3 separate regions of the Mus musculus genome follow, and all the other regions are linked to region 1. The links are chromatin contacts, called in public HiChIP or PLAC-seq and promoter capture Hi-C maps. All regions are on one chromosome and are shown on one strand. The core of a region is the stretch at or near the end of the contact, and the rest is flanking DNA. Distances in the headings are between cores, read along the strand shown.

Region 1 (3,675 bases), core at 615-3,114:
AGTGGCCCATGTCTGCCTTACTCTTTTAGTACAATGCTTAGCTTACTGTAGGATCATCAGAAAATTTACCTTTATTTATTAATGTAAGGTTTGTCCTCTGGTATCAGCTCCCCTAAAATCCTGTTCTTTCTTAATGTTTTATTACTTTAATTATCTGGAATTTATTTTGTGTCGGTCTGTGAGGTCTTGGATGTCCAGAAACCTGATGTAGGGCTTTGTTTTTTTTTTTTTAAGATTTATTTATTATATGTAAGTACACTGTAGCTGACTTCAGACACTCCAGAAAAGGGCATCAGATCTCATTACAGATGGTTGTGAGCCACCATATGGTTGCTGGGATTTGAACTCATGACTTTCGGAAGAGCAGTCAGTTCTCTTACCTGCTGAGCCATCTTACCAGCCCTGATGTAGGTTTTTCTGTTTTTTCTTTTGAGTTCTGCTATAGTTGAGCCCTTACCCCAACAGGACTGCCTCAGTCTAGAATCAGCTGTTTAATTCCACTCTCTATTCCTCTCAGGAGGAAGAAGTCCAAGTCTCCAAAAGCTATCCCTTGTCTATCCTCACCCACTTCACATCAGCTCTTTACGGAGCTTCTGTACATGCGTGTGTGTATAAGTTACTACTGTCACCTTTATAATTACCCAGTGGTTTCCTACTGAAAACAGAAATTTGGACTCTCTAGAGCGTAATTTACAATATCCCGTGCTTCTTCAGTGCACTCTCCGCACCCACTAACCCTGCCTGCCCCAACACTGGCTTTTCAGTCTCTAGAATACAAGTTTATTTCCCTCTCAGTCCCATGACACTTGTTTCCTCCACCTAAAAAAATAGCTCTGATGACTGATATTACTTGGGAATGTCACCATCCCTGGCAAGTATGTCTTCCAAACCCTGACACCATTCAATTTCAGTGACTTCTTACAGCATTTCCTCATTTTGCTTTAATCTAGGTACTTATTTTTGCTCATTTCTTTTTGTTCTTAAGCTCTCTTCTCTGTTTTTCCCATAGTGTTTTAGAAGGTAGAGTTTCTGTTATATTTATTGTGCAGCTGTGTTCCTAGTGTCTGATTACTGTCACATAGCAGGATGCTCAATATTGGTGAAAGAACTAAAACTGGGGATCCACTTCCTGTACAACTTTCAACCCTGTCTCGTTGAACCGCAGCAATGCTCAAGTATGGAAACATCTTTCTTCTCTGTCCAGTCAAGCACTCATCTCAGGCATAGCATTTCGCTTGTTTAAGTCCTGGCATAATTTAACTTTTGAAGGCTGGACCCCCGCACAACATCAGCATCACTGACCCATCTTCCCAGAGGATCATCAGCCAAAGGCATAGCAGAGAGACGGGCGGACTATCTTACCAATTCATCCGGACTCAGGACTCCGAACTGCACTCTCTTGATGGTGCGCAGCGGGCATGCGCTGTCCCCGGAGGGGGGGCCACCCCCGTGCATGGCGAGGCAGGCGCGCTGCGCAGGCGCAAACCTCGCTACAAAAAGCCTGCGCCACCGCCGCCTAAGTGCTCAGAACCCGTCCGGGCGGCCACCAGGAAAGACCTCCCGGGATAGGGAGGGAAAGGCTGGAGGAGGGAAAGGTGGGGGAGGGGGGAAGGGGGGGGGAAGGCAGAGGAACGAAAAGGGCTGAAAGAAAGCCTTTTCTCCCTTTCCGGAGATTCGTCGGCTCCCAAAAAGGAAACAAAAGAAGGGAGGAGAGGAGGAGGTTTTGGGAGGGAGGAAGAAGAAAAGGGGTAACGAATAAATAAGTAACCGGGATCCTGAACGGCAGAGGTTACGGCAGTTTGTCTCTCCCCCTTCCGGGAGCCACCTTCTTCTCCAACCGTCCCGGTCGCGCTCTCGGCGCTTCTGAGGAGAGAACTGGCTGAGTGACGCCCTTTATAGATTCGCCCTTGTGTCCCGCCCCTTCCTTTCCCGCCCTCCCTTGCGCTACGGGGCCGCCCGCACCGGCCTACACGGAGCGCGCGCGGCGGAGTTGTTGACGCTAGGGCTCCGGCTCCCTGGTTGGGTGTTCTTTCTGACGCGACAGGAGGAGGAGAATGTTCCTGGTCCTGTCGTCCTCCTTTCGGGTTTCCCGTGCACTCAAACCGAGGACTTACAGAACGGAGGATAAAGTTAGGCCATTTTTACTCAGCTTCGGAGTTCAGGCTCATTTTCAGCTAAAGTCTCTCATTAGTATCCCCCCACACACATCGGGAAAATGGTTTGTCCTACGCATCGGTAATGAAGGCGGGGCCCTTCGGGTCCTCCGGAGCGGGTTCCGGGGGTGGGGGGAAGGAGGGAGGGACGGGACGGGCCTCGTTCATGAATATTCAGTTCACCGCTGAATATGCATAAGGCAGGCAAGATGGCGCGTCCAATCAATTGGAAGTAGCCGTTATTAGTGGAGAGGCCCCAGGACGTTGGGGCACCGCCTGTGCTCTAATAGCTTTACGGAGCCCTGGCGCTCGATGTTCAGCCCAAGCTTTTCCCGAGCCCGGAGGCCTATTCTGAAAGTAGAATGGCTGCTACCCAGGAGCCGCAGATCACGCGACCGTGACAATCTGAGAAAAGCAGATTAGCGGTGGGGCAGAATAGGGATGTCTTGGGGAATTCGGGGTCAAGGAAACCCTACACCTTTCAGACGACTTCAGAAATAAGGTGGCGGCTGAGTGTTTCAAGGGAATCTCCCAAAAGAGCATGTTTCCACTCCTTTTCAAAGCAAAGCCAACTGCTCAGCCAACCACAGTGATTCATTCATGCTTGATGTCAGCGTTACATCACCGCTCGGACAGGGAGCACCACCACTGAGGAAAGCAAAATACCTTCCAAAGGAAAGGAAACACGCCCCTCCCCCAGTGCTGGCTGTTCGCCTGACAAGCTGCATTCTTCGTTCTTCATCTCCAGCGCTCTTCTCTTTCCTGCCTGTGGGATTAATCCCCTTGACCCACTACCAGGCTTCCTTAGTCCTCTGGATCTGAGACCTCGCTGCTGAGTGATGCCCTTATTCCCTGTTCCCAGCCCCAATTCCATACCCTGGTTCCTGTACATGCTCCCGGTCTCTCCTCTCCACTTAGTCCCAAGTCACCCTTGAATCCTAGGGCATCTCTCTCCACACCAGTTTTTTGCTTTAATATATATTTTTTATTTTGTGTGTAAGCACGCCACAGCGAATGTATAGAGAGAATAATCTGTAGGAGTCGGTTCTCTCCATCTACCATATAGATCAGGCTTGGTAGCATTAGCCTCTATCTGCTGAGCTATCTCACTGGTCCTCCACACCAGTTCTTTGCCAGGCATTTGTTCTCCCATGGTTTTTATTCCCATCTCTCCTATTTACCCCTGTCCCCCCTCCCCCCCTCAAGTTTGATTTCATTCCTCCGTTTGCCCTTCCTTATCACAACTGAGGTTCTGGGCAGTAATGATGGCAATGCTGCCCAACACAACCCCTGCTCCCATGATGTCAGAAGGTGCCACGGTCTCATAGAGCACGTAATACTGCAGCATGAGGGCTACCACGACCTCAGAGTGCAGGACAGCACATACCAGGGCAGGGTGGGCCTTGGTGACTGCATAGCTCACACATACAAAGGAAACCAATGCAAGGAGCCCCACTGCCACCACACAGCTCCAGCTTAGAGTGTCTTGGGGTAGCACAGGGGTCTGCAGCACAAAGAGGCC
Region 2 (3,675 bases), core at 656-3,155, 460 kb after region 1:
AGTCAGGGAGAGTGGGCGGAGGAGAGCACCACAGGCCATCAGGTGTAGTGAGAGGGCAGACACTAGCAAGAGGGCCCCTCTCCAGGCATAGTTGTTGATCAGCCACTGGAAGAGGGGGGCAAATGCAAAAGAGGAGATGCCCACTCCAGTCAGGGCCAGCCCCATGGCCAGAGATCGACGCTGAGAGAAGTAACGGGAAAGGCAGGCCATGGTCGGAGTGAAGGTCAGGGCCCAGCCAGAGCCTGTCAAAAGGAGAACAAGGCGGGAGGCTGTGGGCTTTGGAGGTGCTCAGAACACCCAGTAATCCCAGCACAACCTTGGAGCAGACTAGCCCCTGCTTTGCACGCCCACAGACCTGGGTGTTCACAGTGCTGGGTTTTAACACTTTCTAGCTGTGTGACTTTGTGTGTTCTGCTTACTCTCCCAGGCTCAACCACCTCATCTGCAAAATGGGGTTAACACACCTTATAACAGTGGGTCCTGACCTTCCTAATGTTTTGACTCTTCAATACATGTTGTGGTGACCCTCCTCCCCCAAACCAGAAGATTATTTTCATTACTACTTCCTAACTGTATTTTTTCTACTGTTACGAATCGTAATGAAAATATCTGAAGTCAGAGCATCTGCTATGTGACCACCCCCCCCCCCCATGAAAGAATTGAGCAACTCTCCCAACGGGATCGCTACCTACGTGTTGAGAACCGCTGCTCTATGGGATCTGGGAAGACAAAAGATAGTGTTCCTAAAGTACCTAACACAGAACTTTGGAATAAGAGCCCCATCTCTACTGTTTTTGGCTACATTAATCTTCCATTGCCCGGGTATGTAAGCATCGAAAGCGTCACTATTAATTTTTTAAGTAAGCAATGATATCTATTTCGGTCTCTACCTAGCGCAATCTTAATAACAACCTCCCTTCTACCCTCCAGTCCGATGGGTTTGGGCTTGTGTTTTCTGGATTATCTCTGACTTAGTCATTCAGTTTAAGAATTCCCTTCAGGGCATAGGTTCTCCCTGAGCCTTTTTGGAAAGAGGTGGAAGAAGGTGAAAAACCCAGAAGCTTGAGATACAGGCCTTAGACTTCTGCCCTTGCCCAGGGTCTCACCTGACAGCAGCCCAATACTCAGGTATAGGTGGGTCAAGGAGGTAGCAAATGAAGCAAGCAGCATCCCCAGCGCAGCCAAGATGCCCCCAGTCATCACCACAGGCCTGGGCCCCAGCTTCGTGCTCAGGGCACTGCCTATTGGGCCTAGGGAATTGGAATGGGTTCTGCGAGGTGGTCTCCGCCACCCTCCCTCAGCATCCTCCCGACCCTTTCCCCTTTCTGGTCCCCAAATTCCCTCTTTTCTCCGAGGGTGGCAGGCCACCGCACCCGGACGCCGCACTCACTCCCAAACTGCTGCACCGCGATCCCTATGGAAGCGATCCAGGAGACTCTGGCTGCCTGCTCCTCAAACGCCGCCACAAATTCCACGAAGAAGACACCGAAGGAACGGAGTACCCCAAACACGAGCGCCGACTGGAAGAACGCTGAGAGCACCACCATCCATCCCCAGCCCCCGTCGGGGGGCTCAGCCCTGCGCACCATTCCGAAAGGAACAAAGGGGCAACTCCTAAGAGCCCCTGCCTGATCTGGGCTTTAAATCGCTCACTTTGGCCCTCCCACCTACCCTGCAGGACGCTCAGCGCTAAGCTGGGGCTGGTAGCTAGGAAGTTACTGATAAAGCATGTGGCGCCTGCGCCTTTCCCCAAGAGGAAGGAGGCCCTATAAACCGGGACCTGCCACCGACACAGGGCCGGGTTAGACCGCAGCTGAGATCCAGACTCCAGCCAGATGATTTCTTTAGTGGTCAGAAAATAAAACCAGGTTCGGGCCACAACCCTAACGAGAGGTAGTCTGGTTGTGGATTATGTTATCTTTGAGGATTTAACACCTGCCTAAGTGGGCCAACATCCAACACTTGGTTCGCCAATTAGGATGCAGGTCTCCAGAGCAGGGGGTGGATCTGGAGGGGCTGGGCGGGGTTTACAGCATTGTTCAGGACCTGCAGTGAGAGAGGGGCGCATGCGTAGGGAGGGGCATGAGGAAGATAGGTCCCACGTGACAAGGGACCTAACCCTGAGGGTTCTGCGGTTCTGCAATCACATTTCCAGACTTGCATCAAAGGGCTGGTTGTGGATAAACTGGTCCTGGCCAGGCAGAAACTCACTTGCTTAGTGAGGGATCCAAAAATTGCCATGCAGCGTGGGTATGAAGGGACAGGTTATGAGGTAAGAGTCAAACTGACAGAGCACCTGGGACGACTAGAAAAGCCCTGAAAATTCTAGACGGCTGAGCCGAGGGCGGCGGAGGAAGAGGGAAGACAGGAACGCGCAGACTGTGATCCTAGCTGCTCGGGAGGCAGAGGCAAGCTCATGGTCAACGTGGGCAATTTAGCTAGACTCCGTCTCAATTTTGTTTTTCTTTGTGTTTTTGTTTTTTACATAATTAAAAGGGGGGTTACAGGACCCATTGAACTGGTCCTGGTTCAATTCCCAGTATTGCTGTTATAAAGCGGGGAGGCGGGGAACGAGGACCGGTGACGACCCGGAGTCCTGGCATTCGTTTCTGTAATGAGAATTATTTTCCTGCCGTTTCCGACCCCACTAGCAGGAAACTAGCAGGTCACTGAGACCAAAAATAACTGAGAAGAGGAAGGGCGGCTGTCACACCACCAGAGTCCCCCATTACCACCTACTTTTTCCTCAGCAGTGCTGGAAGCTTTCTCTTAGCCTTCTAGTACTGGCCACTTCCTAACCAGTTGTTTTGTTTTTTATCTTATGCTGAACACCTTGAGAGAGGCAAGCTATGACCCTGGTCTCTGGAGCAGTCAGCCTCTTATCTAACCAGAGCTCTAGAGGCACTGCCCCCTCACCTCCTGAGAGCAAAGACTTGGGCTTTTCTTTTATGGTACCTCAGGCTCCCCAGGACTCTGACCTTTGAAACCTTGGGCTGGGAATTCATATGCAGAACAATGGGGAAAGAGGCAAACGAGAGGGGGATGGTATAAGAAGTTATGCTTTTAAGAAATCACACTGTAGGGGCTGGAGGGATGGCTCAGCAGTTAAGAGCACTTGCTGTTGTTCTTTCAGAGGAACAAGGTTCAGGTCTTGTCAGCTCCCGCACTGTTCCAGGGGATCTGACACCTTCTTCTGGCCTCCACAGGCATGTACCCATCTGGGTCACTTAAATACATGTAGGCAAAACACTACACATAAGGCCTGTCTGCAACCCCAGCTATTGAGACCGGGCTAAGAGGGTAGCAAGCTTAAGGCATGCTGGGACTTCAGACTGAGGTAAAGGCTAATCTGGGCAATTTAGTGAGATCCGATCTTAAGGAACTTGGCTGTGTTGGCATGTTCCTGTTACTCTGGTGCTTAGGAGGCAGAGTCGAGTTTGAAACCAGCCTGAGCTACATACAAGACTGCCTCAGAAGCCCAAAGAGGGGCTAGAGCGATGGCAGAGCAGGCGAAGCAGAGCTGATGCCTCGAGTTCAATCCCTGAAACTCCCTGGAGAGTGGAGAGTGACTTCATAGAGTTGTCCTCTCACCTCCACACGTACACACGCCACACATGCATGCACAGCAATAAATTAGGTAATTAGATATATACAATGAAAAGCTCCCGCTGGTCA
Region 3 (3,675 bases), core at 834-3,333, 440 kb after region 1:
GTCAAAATCCCCACTTTGGCTCACCTAATTAACATGCCTAATCAAAACAAACCAACTCATCCTAACAGGGGGTGGAGAGTGAGGGTAGAGAGGGTGAGGGCAGCAGTTGTGTGGGTGTGTGTGTGTGGGGGGGTGTTCCTCATCTTCCTTTATAAACTATTTGCTTCTGGGCAACATCTGTCTTCTCTCTATCCAGAAGTCCCTCTATCCTTTGTCCCTCGGTGGCAAATATCCCGTCCTCCTCTCCTTTGCCCCTTTTCTCTCTCATCTATCTTCCGTCTCTGTCTCTTATTCCCGGCTCTTTGTCCCTCTGGGGCAAATAAATTTCCTTTGTACTGAGAACTTGGTTTTGATGTGTCCTGGGCCAATTTTGATCCTTTCAGAGGCCAACCTGGGATATGTGAGATCTTGTTTCCAGAGAAAACCAGACCTCCAAACGAAACAGAAGATAGAGTAGCCCAAGAAGGAGGTATGCTCAGACTGCACTGTTCCCTCTGGGGCCTGCAGTTTCTTCTGCTTGGGGCCTGAGAGACAAGTGCCCTGATTCCTCCCATAGCTATGGCTAAGGGGTCACACCCTTTCCTCCTAGGTTCACAGGTTAAATGGGCAGAAGCTTACTGAAGACTCACGGATCACAGAGCTCTCCTCCGCCCACCCATCTACCTACTCTATTTAAATACATCCTTAAACAGTGTTACTTCTTTGTAGGCATTTCTCCTACCACTCTATAAATGCTAAATCATTCAATCCCCAGTCCACTTGAGATGCCCTGACAAAATGCTGTAGACCAAATAATTTATAAATGATAGAAATGTATTGGTCATCGATCTGGAGGCTGGAAAGCCCACAGCGTGCGTCAGTGTCTCCTAAGACCCAACTCTCTGCTTCACAGATGGTTCTGTCTAGCAGAAGGGGGTCACAAGCTCTCAGACCTTTTACAAAGACCTTAACTTCATTCACTTAGTAGCCTCAGGAGATCCCCACCTCCTGATACGATTGTGATGGGGATTAGATCTCACGCATGGACTCTGGAGGGATATAAACATTCAGATCGTAGGACTTATCATCATCTTTCCCATGAATTAGGGAACTGTTACATAGTATCAAATACTATGGTCCCTAATTGGCTAAGGCAGAACTAGAAGGCAGCTGGCCTCCTTTCTGGATTCATATTCTAGCTACCATCCAACAGAACCTCTTGAATCTGTGTGCATTAGAGCACTCATGTTCCATGCTGAATATAACATGTTTACTGTTAATGAGTTTTCTATGGTACCCAGAGCCTCACACATATTAAACATATATTCTGCTGCCAAGCTATTCTCTGGACTTTTTTTTTCTTAATATTTATTTATTTACATGAGTACACTGTCACAGTCTTCAGGCACACCAGAAGAGGGCATCAGATCCCATTACAGATGGTTGTGAGCCACCATGTGGTTGCTGGGATGGGAACTCAGGACCTCTGGAAGTACATCAATGCTCTTAACCGCTGAGCTATATCTCCAGCCCTTCTCTCTGGACTTTTTACTTCTGTTTGTTTTGGGGTTTTGTGTGTTTGCGCTCTCTCTCTCTCTCTCTCTCTCTCTCTCTCTAGCCCTGGCTGGCCTGGAGTTCTGTATGCAGACCAGACTGTTATTCAATTACAATCTCCAGCGTGCTGAGATTAAAGGCTTGCACCATCACGCCTGGCTCTTTTTACCTTTTACTTCCGGACAAAGTCTTACTAACTTGCCCAGGCTAGCCTTTATCTCTATAGAACAGGCAAGTCTTAAATATTCAATTTCCATGCCTTGGGCTCTAAAGGAATTAGGCTAATTGGCCTAAACTTCCAGGCTCAGTGACTGTTATTTTTTTTTAAAGGACATGTATTTTAAAAATGTATTCATCTACAAAAAACTCACTGAGTCTATTATGCTCTGACACCCACCCAACATAGCTGTAGCCATTTTGTTCTGTGCCTGCCAGCTATTTCATATTGTTGCTGTAACATGCCTGCCAGTCATTGACACAGAGCAGTGGCTTGGCTCAGACACCCTGACCACACACCCTGTTTTGTTCTGTATGTTCTGAATGAGGGTTGCTAATCTTAAGAAATACCACAGAGTTTTACATGGGACCCATTAAGTCAAAGGTCACGATGAGTTGTTAGGTCTAAAATAGCCTGAGTCAGAGCTGACCACTGGGCAGCCCTTCCTGTGTTTGAGCTCAGTGTGGTTTTTGTGGCTGACACTGAAGAATGCGACTAATAAACCAAAACGTTATGACTATAATGCTCATGCTCTGTTATCTCAATGTTCTGAAACTCCCCTGTCCACCACCCATCCACCACCCCATCCGCTTAAAGGTTAGCTGATGATACTTTGCCTAGGAAGCCAACTGCTCCCACTCATTGCCCTTTAAATTTTGGAACCTAGTACCTGGTTTTTCCTATAAAATGCCTACCCTGAGAGCAGACTAGTACCGCAATTAGGCCTCTGAGTCCTTTTCAAGGCCCTGAACATTCGGAATTAAGGTATGCATTCGCTAAACTATTCTCAATTAGCTGAGATCGGTGTTTGTATGGTTTGACTGCAACTCCTGAACCTCAACGAGTTCACTGTTGATTGACTTCTTATCAATTATTATGGATCATAATGAAATGGACATGGGATGGAGTCTTTGGCTGTGAGAAAAGAAAATCAACCTTTGAGTTGTTTCAGGAATACAGACTCTAACAAAGGGGTTGACTGGCTAATGTCATGTTTTGTAGACGCCTATCTAAGCATTCGTTATTTTAGAATCTTGCTTCCCGTATTTTCGAGTCCGTAAAGGTGCTCACCTCTCAAGCATTTGCATAAACACTCGGGAAGGGTTAGGTTAAGCTTGTTTACCCAAGGACAACAAGGAAATAAACTCAAAGACCACGAGCCTCTTAAGAGCCACCAAGAAGCCAGGATAGGTAGTACATATGTGTAGGTTCCAGCTTCCCAGGACATTGAGGTGAGAGGATCTTTTCAGCCCAGAAGTCAAGGTCAGCTTGGGCAACACAGGGAAGCTTCCTTTCAATAAGAAGAAGGGATAGAAGACGAGAGGAAGAAAAGGAAGGAGGAAGGGAGGAGAAAGAGAGAGAGAAGAGGAGAGGAGAGAGCCAGGCAGGCCTTATATATTGTGGAGTTCAGTGTGGAGCCTTAGCTCAGTGCTTCGAGCACCCACTGGCCCCAGTCCTAAAACTTCTGCTCTAAAGCCTCAGGCACCAGCTTTTTATCTCCCAAATCCCGGATGCAGTGAGGTGGAAACTCATTCCCTAGAAATCAGGGTCTCCAGGGGCCGCAGCTGAGGGCATAACACTGCCTCCCAAACGTGTGGTGAATGAAGGGCAGTCTCCTCGCAAATGGCTCCCCGTCACGGATCAAGGAAAGGGGAACTCCTTTGAGAGTTTGAAATTCGGTTACAGAAAACTCGGGAAACCTATTTGAATGCACTAGAGAACAGCAATCCTCAGCGAGGGAGGCTGCCAGGGTTTTTGTTTGTTTGTTGTTTGTTTGTTTTTGCAAAACAGGGGCAGGAGAAAGCTTTCAGAGGAAATAATTTTGGGTTGGACAAGGTTTGTAAAGGAGATTTGTGGCAGATAAGAGGAACTCAGCTCAGAGCAAATGCACTGAAAGGGAAAAGATCTAAAAGAAGAGGGTATAT

The links. Promoter capture Hi-C pulls out the DNA fragments that hold promoters and counts their contacts. HiChIP or PLAC-seq counts read pairs in DNA pulled down with a chosen protein or histone mark.
Region 2: a promoter capture Hi-C map of pre-B cells shows a contact between it and region 1. The contact joins the promoter of Slc16a13 here to the promoter of Polr2a in region 1. A contact is called at or near these places in 13 of 39 promoter capture datasets (the 3T3-L1 cell line, 3T3-L1-derived adipocytes, the SN4741 cell line and 8 more), 2 of 484 Hi-C or Micro-C datasets (LSK cells and cortical neurons) and 5 of 115 datasets of contacts at active chromatin or transcription factors (embryonic limb bud, extraembryonic endoderm stem cells, large pre-B cells and 2 more).
Region 3: an HNF4G HiChIP or PLAC-seq map of pancreatic cancer cells shows a contact between it and region 1. The contact joins the enhancer-like site here to the promoter of Polr2a in region 1. A contact is called at or near these places in 13 of 39 promoter capture datasets (the 3T3-L1 cell line, 3T3-L1-derived adipocytes, the SN4741 cell line and 8 more) and 2 of 115 datasets of contacts at active chromatin or transcription factors (bone marrow-derived macrophages and pancreatic cancer cells).

Annotation. Positions count from the first base shown.
Region 1 is chr11:69,756,769-69,760,443 of GRCm38.p6, forward strand. Polr2a (polymerase (RNA) II (DNA directed) polypeptide A) reads right to left here and starts at 1,865. Exons shown (of 29, transcript NM_001291068.1): 1 at 1,363-1,865. The coding sequence starts at 1,455. It overlaps Slc35g3 (solute carrier family 35, member G3), which reads right to left. Exons shown (of 2, transcript NM_019871.2): 2 at 3,116-3,675. The coding sequence ends at 3,367.
Region 2 is chr11:70,219,089-70,222,763 of GRCm38.p6, forward strand. It overlaps Slc16a13 (solute carrier family 16 (monocarboxylic acid transporters), member 13), which reads right to left and starts at 1,906. Exons shown (of 4, transcript NM_172371.3): 1 at 1,391-1,906; 2 at 1,107-1,250; 3 at 1-242. The coding sequence starts at 1,589.
Region 3 is chr11:70,196,413-70,200,087 of GRCm38.p6, forward strand. No RefSeq gene overlaps it. Among named protein-coding and RNA genes, the nearest start is that of Slc16a11, 16 kb to the right of the region's middle. Within about 2 kb of position 2,084, at least 54 of the 459 cell types and tissues checked have an H3K27ac peak or open chromatin away from gene starts, as enhancers often do. A contact at or near this core is called in the SN4741 cell line, bone marrow-derived macrophages and pancreatic cancer cells, where this site is marked.